Linked DNA regions of Callithrix jacchus: region 2 is linked to region 1. The links are chromatin contacts, called in public Hi-C maps. All regions are on one chromosome and are shown on one strand. Each heading gives the region's core, a stretch centred on a gene start, on an enhancer-like site or on the middle of the called end of the contact. The rest is flanking DNA. Distances are from core to core; before and after follow the strand shown.

Region 1 (5,726 bases), core at 809-3,308:
CCTTACATAAGGAGGAAAACAAACAAAACCCAAAGGCATAGTCAAGATCATCCTTGGCGGGAGGGCTGCGTGCGGGTTGTTTTGTCCTTGGCTGAGTGACGTGAGTCCAGAGCAGCCCAACTGACGCCCACTAGAGGGCACTCTTTCTTCACCAAGGACTGGTTCTCCAGGCAGGTGAACAGTCTGGTCTCCAGGTTAGTGCTGGGGGAATGCCTCTGCTTACATTCAAACTTCCACAGGTAGGGGCGCGTGGGGTGGGGAGGAGGGCAGAGCTACAGAGAGGGTAGTCTTCAGATTTGGGCAACAGTCCACGGGCCCAAAGGTGAGCTGAGAGAGACAAACAGAGATAAAGAACAAGACAGCAGAGAGGCAGGTGGTTTCAGGAAAGGCACAGGTAGCCTCCCGAAGGTGTGTGCAGAAGGCAGGCTCTCTCTGGCTGACCTCTTTGTTTGATACGTAGGCACAAACCTCTACACAGAGTGTCCTATTGCCTAGGAGCTAAGTCTTTACCACATCCTACCAGAAGAGTTAAAAAAGACAGACCAGCTTTCCCCACCTCATTCCCAAGTCAGCTATGCAGTTTAGAAACAGAGCAAGGCGCTTGCCCCCGAGAGCATCAGAGTTAGACCTTCTATTCGTTCATAAAGTACTTGCACACACTGAATTACATCACCCTATAAAACATGAAGTAATGTTCCAAACTTACATAGCAGGTAATTGAAGATTATAAAGGCAAAGCACATTTCCCCAGAATCAAAGCAAATGAGACACAGCCGAGACTCAACTCTAGCTCTTTAACTCTCAGACACTTTAGTCCTCTGCAATATTGGAGTTCTGAATCTTTTTTGCAACAGGCAGCTACATGGATGTGATAGCTCTTCTTTGCGCGCGCACACACACACGCATGCGCACGCACACGCACACACGCGTGCACACGCATGCGCACGCGCACACACACACACGTGCACGCGCACACAGTCTCTTCTGATGCCCAAGTCATACCGATACTTTGGACAAGAAGAAAACAATCAGATATGAATAACAGAAGGAAGCTCTTTCTATTGATTTCCTAATTTCCTTTAATTTCTCTAAATCTAATCCTCTCCTGTTATCTCTTTCCGCCATCACGGTTAGAGCCACTGTGTGGGTGATAGAATGCCCTCTTCTTTCTCGGCCACAGAAATCCACTCACCACAGTCCTATCTTACTTTAAATCTCAGCTCAAAATCCTTCTTCATGAAATCTGCCCTAATGAGAACAGCCAAAAATGATCTCTAAGCCTGAGTCACCAGGTCACGTACTGCTGACACCACCGCCATGGGGCATCTCAGGACACGCCAGGGCACACCTACCATCTTGCCAGCAAGACTGTGAACTCCTGAAAGGTGGTTCCCCGCACAGCCTCCAGGCAGGTGAACAGTCTGGTCTCCAGGTTAGTGCTGGGGGAATGCCTCTGCTTACATTCAAACTTCCACAGGTAGGGGCGCGTGGGGTGGGGAGGAGGGCAGAGCTACAGAGAGGGTAGTCTTCAGATTTGGGCAACAGTCCACGGGCCCAAAGGTGAGCTGAGAGAGACAAACAGAGATAAAGAACAAGACAGCAGAGAGGCAGGTGGTTTCAGGAAAGGCACAGGTAGCCTCCCGAAGGTGTGTGCAGAAGGCAGGCTCTCTCTGGCTGACCTTGATAAAGAATCAAGGAGGGAAGGAGGATGCAGGCTGGGGAGATCCAAGGATCTTTGCCTCAGCTTCCTGATCTCAGCCAGGCATGTGTATGTGCGTGATCTCTTTTGCCCTGCATTCCAGTTACAAGCTGTACCAGAGCCAGCATGCTGTTGGATAGAAGGCTGTTCTCTCTGCCACCTCTTCCATATCCACTTCAAAAAACTGTCAAATCTGCCTTTTCAAATCTGACAATTCTAAACAAGCAAAACTACGCTGGCATTAAGCCAGAGCTTCCTGGACCCAGCCTGGTATGTTCCCCGTAAGCCAACATTACCCGTGACAAAGGTGCTGGGTGCTGCGAGAAGCCTGGCTCGTGACTGGTACCTGGGGAAGAAGCCCCCTGTGAGGGCTGATGGGTCCTGGCAGCCAAGGGGCCACATAGAGGTGATCTTCACAAATGGGCCCTCTGAGGAATGCTCAGTGCAGTCAGACAAATTACTGCTTGAGTACCTCCAAGGTGACAGTGACGAGCTAGATCCTGGGACCTCAGATGAACCAGACATGGGCTCCGACTTCAAGAAGCCTGTGGTTTATGCTCCTCCAGCCCCTCGGACACAGGCCACCAACTGCTTTGAGGCCTGTGGACACATGAGATTGCCAGGGTCGGCGGATGACAACTGAAGATCTCCAACTGACGCACACACACTTCGTCCTCTGAATTTGTTTACTTCTTGTAAGCACAATATGGCCACAGCCTGGAACCGCCTCAAGTTGAGAAATAACTACGCTTTCATTTGATTCTTCTCAACCAAAGGTGGGACCCAAATCTTCTGTTAGTATTTTGAAGCTCAGGGCAGCAGATCCTGATGTTCTTCACTCCTAAGTCTCAATCTCTCTGTTTGATGTTAAATATCTTTCTTTTACGGTGATTTTTCAAGATATTCATCAAACAAATAGAAATGACTGAGATTCTATTTTCTAAATTTTACAAGTCAGCATTACTGATAGCTGTCAGTCAGCGCTTCTGATTAGCACAGGGAAAGCAGTTACCACCTGAGTTGACACGTTCCAGCCCCACGTGGAGATCCTGGATGCTGCAGTGGGCCTGGAGCAGCCTTTTCCGATGAGAAGTTCTAGTTTAAGAAGTCTCCAAATGGCCAGGCGTGGTGGCTCATGCCTGTAATCCCAGCACTTTGGGAGGCTAAAGCAGGCAGATCATGAGGTCAAGAGATCAAGACCATCCTGGCCAACATGGTGAAACCCCATCTCTACTAAAAATAAAGAAATTAGCTGGGTGTGGTGGCGTGCGCCTGTAATCCCAGCTACTCAGGAGGCTGAGGTAGGAGAATTGCTTGAACCCGGGAGGCAGAGATTGTAGTGAGCTGAGATCATGCCACTGAACTCTAGCCTGGCACCTGGCAACAGAGCAAGACTCTGTCTCTAACAACAACAAAAACAAAGAAATCTCCAAATGTTGAAATCCACCCTGGTTCACCCAAGGCTGTCTCTCAGCCCCTAGAATCTCAAAGACACTGAGTTGGGACTTAATCTAGGTCCAGGGTTTTTTTTTTTTGAGACGGAGTTTCGCTCTTGTTACCCAGGCTGGAGTGCAATGGCGCGATCTCGGCTCACCGCAACCTCCGCCTCCTGGGTTCAGGCAATTCTCCTGCCTCAGCCTCCTGAGTAACTGGGATTACAGGCACGTGCCACCATGCCCAGCTAATTTTTTGTATTTTTAGTAGAGACAGGGTTTCATCATGTTGAGCAGGATGGTCTCAATCTCTTGACCTCGTGATCCACCTGCCTCGGCCTCCCAAAATGCTGGGATTACAGGCGTGAGCCACCGCGCCCGGCCCAGGGTTTCTTAAAGTAGGGGATTTGATTTGATAAAATTTTTTTAAAGCCATTCCAACTGTTTTTCTTAGTTTGCTAAGCAGGTAGACCAAAATATGACCAACTTTAGGGATTTGAAGGCTTTAGTCAAACAAAGGCAAGAATTTGAGGTCAAGTATTTCGTCCCAGGAATATTTATAGAGCATTTACTACAGTGCCAGGCACTGTGCTGACTTTCCATATAAACGTGGTCCTGTGAGGAGCTGAGATTCACTCATGTTTCACATTTAGCCAACAGCCACTATGTGTAAAACTTTACGTGAGGTTTTAGGGCAAGAGATGAAAACAAAAGTATATGACACTCTTGAGACAGTTTTAGGTTTTCGTTTGTTTGTTTATGTTTTGAGGTTGTCTTTAGAGAAACACACCGAGCTTTTCTTGTCATCTCTTTTCCTGGGCTAGGTTTTGGCGGTTCTGGTCACGAGTATTTTCTACTTCTCAGGGGAGGCATGGGCATGGATCCCATTCACATGTTCCCCACTTGGCACACAGCGCCTCCCTGGGCCAGCTGGCAGGGAGAAAGCTAATGTGCTGGGCGATAGGCCCCTGCCTTTCTGGATGGGTGCCGGCTGCCTGGGCGAGGGGCTTTGGTCCTTAATAGCTCAAGTCTGGACTGCTGCTCGGGAAACCCCTTTGCCTAAACAGGAGCTAAGAAGTTGGTAGGAGAGCACGGCTTTCACCAGCTTTGGCATCAGACTGACACACACAAGAGGTACGAGGGAGGGGGGAAAGCCATTGGAGAGACGGAAGGCCAGGACCAGGGCCAGGTCCAGGGGAAGATGTGTGAGACCTGGACTGCCTGCGGTAACCCATGATACAAGGAACAGTTTCCTTCTTAGTTACACATAAAAAGCATGAAAAATGTGGAGCCAGTGGTTGGCAGCTTGCTGTGCATTCCGTGGAGATGAAAGCTTCTCTCTACAATAGTATTTCCTCAAGGAAGCAACCACAGAGAAAACAGAAGAAATTTCTCAATACTCTTTAGCCTTAAGGTGAAAATGTTCTGCAGCTCCGAGTCTCAATGAGGCACCTCGCACATTGCCTGCTTTCTGGCAAGAGCTAATACATGATAGAGTTCCTTCTCCTGCCATATTTTAATACCCAGAGAAGTGTATGTATGGGCATGGGCTTTCTTCTATTAGCGCCACAGCATGGCACAAAAAGAATGTGCACTAAACAGGCCTTGGGTGTCTAGGTTCAAAGCCAGGCTCAAGACTCCTACTATGTGACTCCACCCACGTCAGAATTCTTACTAAGGATTAAGTAAGGTTATTTTTATAAAAGCACATGGCAGTGCTTGGTGACTGACAGATTTTAGATTTTTGGTTAAATCTGAATCACTCATTGATAAAGATCCCTTTGGGAAGGATTAAAAAGCAAGATGGACTTAGAGTTAAGAGTTTGTTTTTTCTGCATGTTAGGAATCAATGACACAGAAGAAACCAGGAAAAGCCATGAGTAGACTTACACACAAACATGCATGCACATGCATGCAGACACAAGGACACACACACATCCCTACCTTACCGTCCTATGCATCCAGGCAAGCCCACACCAATACCATCACAGGCTAAGAAATCCATAGATCCTCAGCCAATAGAAGAATTCTTTCTCTCTTCTTTTCTCCCTTCTTCAGTCCTTTCTTGCTATTCGCCCACATCTATTAAGGATCCTGCGGCTTCTGAAATCTTCACTCAGAGGAGATGCCACAGTCTTCAACCCTAGTGTCCCTCAGCCAGAGGCGACACCATCCTCCTGGCCTGGCAGAGCTCACACTGGAAGCCTCTGTCTTTCTGAGGCTGGATGACCCTTCTGGGAACCACTTCGCTCTGAAGTAATCTCACCTTGTGTCAGACAAGCTGGCCTGGAAGTTATCTTTAATGGCTGCTTTCAAATTTCCATTAAAAAATAAATAAATTATAACCAGAAGAGGGTAAAGATGCTACTTGTACTCAAAAGTTTGAGGGAGCATGTTTAAGTTTTGATTCTGGGTGGGATCTGGGACACCCAATCACGCTTCTCCACCTAGATATAGAGAAACCCCATACAGGAAATATTTCAGTGACTTGCCCGGGCCGTGTGTGCCTCTGTGTTGTCTTACCCCACTGCCATTGTCACTATTGTCTTACGGCTCCAAATGAGCTTCCAGATCCTAGTGACAAGGGGCATTTT
Region 2 (5,726 bases), core at 2,319-4,818, 180 kb after region 1:
TGCCAGCACTTTGGGAGGCTAAGGCGAGTGGATCACTTGAGGTCAGGGGTTCAAGACCAGCCTGGTCAACATGATAAAACCCTGTCTCTATTAAAAAAAAAAAACAAAAAAATTGGTCAGGCGTGGTGGCAGCCTCCTGTAGTCCCAGCTACTCAGGAGGTTGAAGCAGGAGCATCGCTTGAACCCAGGACGCTGCCGTGAGCCACAATCATGCCACTGCACTCCAGCCTAGGCGGCAGAGAGAGACTCTATCTCAAAAAAAGAAAAAAAATAATTCAACTGACATGACCAAGGAAGCCAGCCTAAGCAGCCGGTCATGCCCTAGAAAACCTATTTATCATACCCATGTGCATTATACTAAGGCCCAATTTAGATCTGCAAAATGTGTGGAGTCCATTTTTTACGATCCGCTTCCATATTCCAGAAGGTTGAAGCAGGCAGTGAAGTCGGACAGCACGACAGTCAGCAGCCAGTTGGCAAACATCAGTCTTAGGTAGGGATGTGGCAGGTGCCTCAAGTCACATGTCAACACAGAGAATAGGGGAGGTGGGAGGGGCAGTGAGAGCTGCAGAGAAGGAAAGAGGAAATGAATAAGATAGGGAGGTGTCTACGGGCTGACCTGATGGTGTGAAGCAGAAATTCAGACGGCAGCAGAGCAGCACAGGAAGAACTACCAGCATTCTCAAACCTGGCTCCCAAGCCTCTGTCATAAAGAAGGGCTGTGTCCTTGCTTCACCACACTTTGCCTGACTCTCATTTGTAAAATGAGAGAGGCTGAAACAAATGGTCTCGAATATACACTCCCCCTCTAATTTTGTCCATCCTGCTTTCATCTTCTTCAAACATAAGGGGGACCCAATCACTGAAGGTCCCAACTTAAGGAAGAGCAGAATTATTCTTTGCCTCCTGAATGACTCTGGGCAAGGAACTGTGCTTGGTTTCTTCTGTTTTGGGCTTCTGCCTCCCCGGCAACGGACACCCCACAGAAATATCCGAGCAAGGTTATCCTGGGAGTTGATGGAGTTGACCGGCCCAAGTGCTGCTTTACTAGCAAGGCAGTAAGTACACGCCAGAAGGTCTTCCGAGGTTCTGGGTGCAGACTGGGATCTCCACTGTAGGTTCCAGAAGACAGAGCGGCTGAAGGGACAGTCTCCCGGCAGCCCCCAGGGCAGGTCCAGCATCATTACAGAATGCTGTGGAGTGACACTACGAGTTTGGTCATGTGTCCTAGGGTGGAGTCCGATTGCTTTGTTTCTTCCTCAAGGCACCCTCACCAGAGACAGAAGCAAGACAAGGAAACTGATGTTGTCACCAAGAAGTAGTAATCGTTTATTTGTTAAAAACATGGAGTGGCCGGACACAGTGGCTCACACCTGTAATTCTAGCACTTGGGGAGGCCGAGGCAGAAGGATCACTTGAAGCCAAGAGTTCGAGACCAGCCTGGTCCAACATGGTGAAACCCCATCTCTACTAAAAATACAAAAAAAAATAGCCAGGCGTGGTGAAGCATGCCTGTAATCTCAGCCACTCAGAAGGCTGAGGCAGAAGAACTGCTTGAACCCAGGAATTGGAGGTTGCAGTGAGCCGAGATTGCACCACTGCACTCCAGCCTGGGCAATTGAGCGAGACTCAATCTCAAAAAAAAAAAAATGGAGCATAACTATGTAACAGACAGTGTACTAATGGCTGGTGTTCAGCGAGGGGGAGCTCTGGGCCCCCATGTGCACATATAACCAGATCATAACGGCAACAGTGTGTGCCAAGGCTGGTGCGCACACACACACACACACACACACACACACACACGCACACACAGTGCTAGGGGGGCCCACACACAGGAGAGCCTGGAGAAGGTTAGAAACATCTTTACAGCAATCCTGATACTTGAGCTGGCTCCTGAAGGAGGAAAAACAGTTTGCCGGACAGCATGGAGAAGAGAGAATGAATTCAAGGCAGAGGACACACGGGGCAAAGGTTGAGTCGGCAAAGGGCATGACCTGCTCAGAGATGAGTGACAAGTTCAAGGCGGTTGGGATAAAATGCTTTCCCTGATATTCCAGCAAGGTTTTCCGTATGCATATCTAGGTGATTACTTCAGATGGCTCGGCTTACGAGGATGGTAACAAAACACTATAGTTCATAAATTACAACATCAGGCTTGAGACTACTAAGAAACAAGCTAAATACATAAATAAATAAAAGCAAGGTGCAGAACAATATTCACCGTTTCTACTAATTGTGGTTTCAAAATTAGGAAAATATATTCCTAATTCGTAAAAATATTTCTAGAAGGGTATTTTAAGGAAATTCTCATACAGTGATCCCTTGATGCTACACAGTGATGCAAACAATTTGTGTACATTAACTCATTTCATCTGCCCAGTAACGCTGGGAGGTAGGTCTGTTTTTCCTCATACTTCACAGTTTAGGAACTGAGGCAGAGAGTTAAATCACTTGTCCAAGGTTAATCTGCCAATTCATAACAGGATGGAAAGCCAAGCCAGACTCTATCTCCAGTGCTCTTACCGGGATGCTTTACCACCTCTCATGAGACAAGAGTAGCTCAGTCCCCTCCAGAAGGAGAGAGGGACTAGGAAGATGGGTACAGAAGTGGGAGCCGCATCACGTTCTGTATCTCTTCCTCTGCCTAGGGCAGTGCTCCAGCTGAGGGCCAGGCACCTTTCCAGTCTAGAATCTTTTGTCTCTTCTCATTCAAAACAAACAAATGTAAACACAAAAAATGGGACTTTTCTGACATTTTTAAGGTACAGATATCGTGGGTTGAGGGAGGGAGAAAGAGGGAGGAAGCAAAAGGAAGCCACAGCCAGTTTCCCCTTCTATTCCCACTGCCAAGTCCAGCGGCACTGCTCAAGCAGAGCAGGGGAATCGAATCCAGAGCTACAAGAGGTGGCAGAATGCTAGGGTGGAAGACAAACCCAGTCACACAGAAGTCCCCTGTCCCCCTGTCCTTTCTGTGGTCACTTTCTAGACCCATCTCAACCACTGCAGCTGCTAAATGGAAACGCACTGGAAATCAAGATGACGGCACTGGAAGGAGGCAAAACTGCATATAAAGGGGCAGCTCCCGTGCCTCCTTCTACAAGGGTGCTTCTCAACAATGATAGGTTGGCTGAGGCACCCAGAGGTGGAAGGTCCAAGCAGAAAAAGCTTTATTACTCCCTACCAACTTCAGTGCAATACAGCACCCTGGCCCCGCCTCCACCTTCTTGAACTAGGAGCCCATATATTATACCGTGCCATGGATCATTTCAGCGAAAATCAACTAGCATTCTTCTGACCTGGGGCAAAAAATTTCCTCATTGAGATCGTGAAAAATAACATTACATCATGTTGCCTGTGTCAGGTTTATAAATGGGCCAGGGGGAGGCTGGGGTGTAACCTGACGCTATCAAAACACTGGCCCTCGGAGAAGAAAAGAGGCCATTGTTGTAGGCTGTCAGCTCTCCTCTGGCTGGAGGTAAAGTGAGATGCGAGAAATGTTAGTGGGAGGCCAGGCACAGAGCAGGTCCTCACTCCCTACCTACTCTCTCTGTCCTCAAAAATCAGGCAGGCTCCCTCCAAAACGGCTTGTCCCCATTTCCCGTGGGGTGTGTCTCCCTCTTTTCTATTCTCCGAGCCGAGTGGATGAGTTAAGTAATTTTTATTCTCAAGCCTCAAAGCAAAGAAGCAGGAATAGGATGGCAAAGTCCGGGAACCATTTTTTTTTTCCTAAGCAAGACATTTCTCTGAACAGACAACTGAAAGGGAAACTGAGCCCCAGTGATTATGTATACGTGAGCATCATTAGTGTATCTGAAACAGAGAAATGTGAACACGGGCCAAAGCTAGAGAGAAAAACAGACCCCCACAAGGGTTACGTGAACACCCCACTCTAAGGCGAGAAAGAAATGCTGAAATCGGAGAGGGAAAAAAATATTTCAAAGTGAAAGGCCGGGGTTCGGATCAGGGGACAGGAAAGTGACCAAAAGAACATGGGAAGGATCACGGAGCTGGGACAGACACAGAGTTAGCCAAAGGACAGAGCGCTGGCACAGACAGTCAAAACATTTTAATGGATAAAAGGAAAGGAAAAAGGATTTATGGTGAGAGAAATCCAGAAAATAAAAAGCAAGACAAATGCAAGGCAGCCTGACTGGAGACAGAATTCACTGGGCTGGTCAAACATTTAATTTGATTTTCTCTTTTCCTTCTTCCCCATCCCCCAGCTTGGATTTGAAGGAGAGGGGGCATGCAAATGTACTTACTATCCATGGCAGAATGTGCATAGATACTTTTGGCAGGAGGGCCAAGCACACGGGCCTGCCAGCCCATCACAGCAAGGGTGATGCCAGCCCTGTGATCATCCGGGATGACAGGCCTAAGGTCCCTGATGAACCAGAGAACACAGGGACACAGTGCAGAAACCCCATCGCTTGTGGCTCTCCTGGTATTCTGCTTGTTTGTTTCCAGCAAATTATTGCTAATCCTATCATCACTCTCTAGGACCTTAACCTCTTACAAAGGGTCTCCCCAGCCACCCCCCCATGCCTTCCTGGCTTCATTCACTAACAATTAAGAAAGCAGGCCATAGAATACGGGGTTCCTCATTGCCAAACTCTGCTTTTATGTTAACCCCACCGCATTCTCTTTGGAACACAACAGGACCCTCTCAGCTAAAGCAGAATGATGCCCCGTGGCCCAAGGGCACCATCCTTCAAAACAGCTTTCCCACAGAGCCCTGGAACCAGCCCCTTCCCTGCTTCAAAGGTGAGAAGCAGAGGGGCCACGGATCACCCTCCAGCTCAGAGCTTACATTTCTCTCACAATTCCAGTCCCTCAAGTCTTTCTTTCTCAGGGAGGTTGTTGTTGGCACCAGAGCATGCTGCACTGGGCCGATGGCAAGTAGGGACTTGGGGCAGATGAGGCAAAGGAGGTGGCAGCCACCAAGTGTCTCAGTGCTGAACCTGATGGAACAAAAGGAGACGCGCAAGCATGGAAGGTGGGGCCGTTCCACAGAGGCCACTGCGAATGTGCACCGACCCTCTGGTGTAACCGGTTCCAGTCTTGGGGCTTCTGTGAGTATTTCTGTTACTACATCAGGAAGCCTTTTGCTCAGACACGCCAGTCACGGGCCCCTTGTCTGTTGAAGATGCCCACGAGTTGTCTAACTCTCACCTTCTTTTACCATATCCCCCAACTAAATTATTCATTGCATTTCACTGAAGAAAGATGGAGTGCCTAGGTGACAGGTACTGGCTTAGGTGCTGGGAATTACAACCGTAGGCCAGGTAGGAAGAGTCTCTGCCTCTACGCAGTCTGCCTTCCTTTCCCTGTCCCCATTTCCAAGGCTCTTACCAAGCGCACCAGAAAGGCTTTAGGTGATTTCATGAAATCCATGCGGCTCACACAATTTGCCCAGCAGTCCCTAGTAATCTGGAAGAGGCTGAGAATCTCAGAGGACCCAGAGAAATGTGGAACGGGAAAGCCTCAAGGGGCCTGAGGAGAGATTTGGAATTTGAGCGGATGGAGGATATTTAAAAGGAAAGGGAAAGAAGGGTGTAGCCACAGGAAAATGGTAATTTGAGGAATTTGCCTACACACTGCTTAGGCATGCCATCTACCTCCTCTGGTGACCCTACCTAGGATTTCAGTAAGAAAGGACCAGTACAAAAACATTTGCCTAATGTGCAAGCAGGATGGGTTACAGGGAGCAGCTGTGTCCAACC

What was found. Hi-C and Micro-C count contacts between places; a contact is called where the count stands out from the background.
Region 2: a Hi-C map of skeletal muscle shows a contact between it and region 1, with 6 times the contacts expected there. The contact joins two enhancer-like sites. A contact is called at or near these places in 3 of 3 Hi-C or Micro-C datasets (induced pluripotent stem cells and skeletal muscle).

What each region holds. Positions count from the first base shown.
Region 1 is chr18:37,003,098-37,008,823 of calJac240_pri, forward strand. The region is part of intron 2 of PBX1 (PBX homeobox 1); the gene reads right to left. Among named protein-coding and RNA genes, the nearest start is that of PBX1, 230 kb to the right of the region's middle. Within about 2 kb of position 2,059, at least 4 of the 16 cell types and tissues checked have an H3K27ac peak or open chromatin away from gene starts, as enhancers often do. A contact at or near this core is called in skeletal muscle, where this site is marked.
Region 2 is chr18:37,181,658-37,187,383 of calJac240_pri, forward strand. All of the region lies in intron 2 of PBX1 (PBX homeobox 1), which reads right to left. Among named protein-coding and RNA genes, the nearest start is that of PBX1, 56 kb to the right of the region's middle. Within about 2 kb of position 3,569, at least 8 of the 16 cell types and tissues checked have an H3K27ac peak or open chromatin away from gene starts, as enhancers often do. A contact at or near this core is called in skeletal muscle, where this site is marked.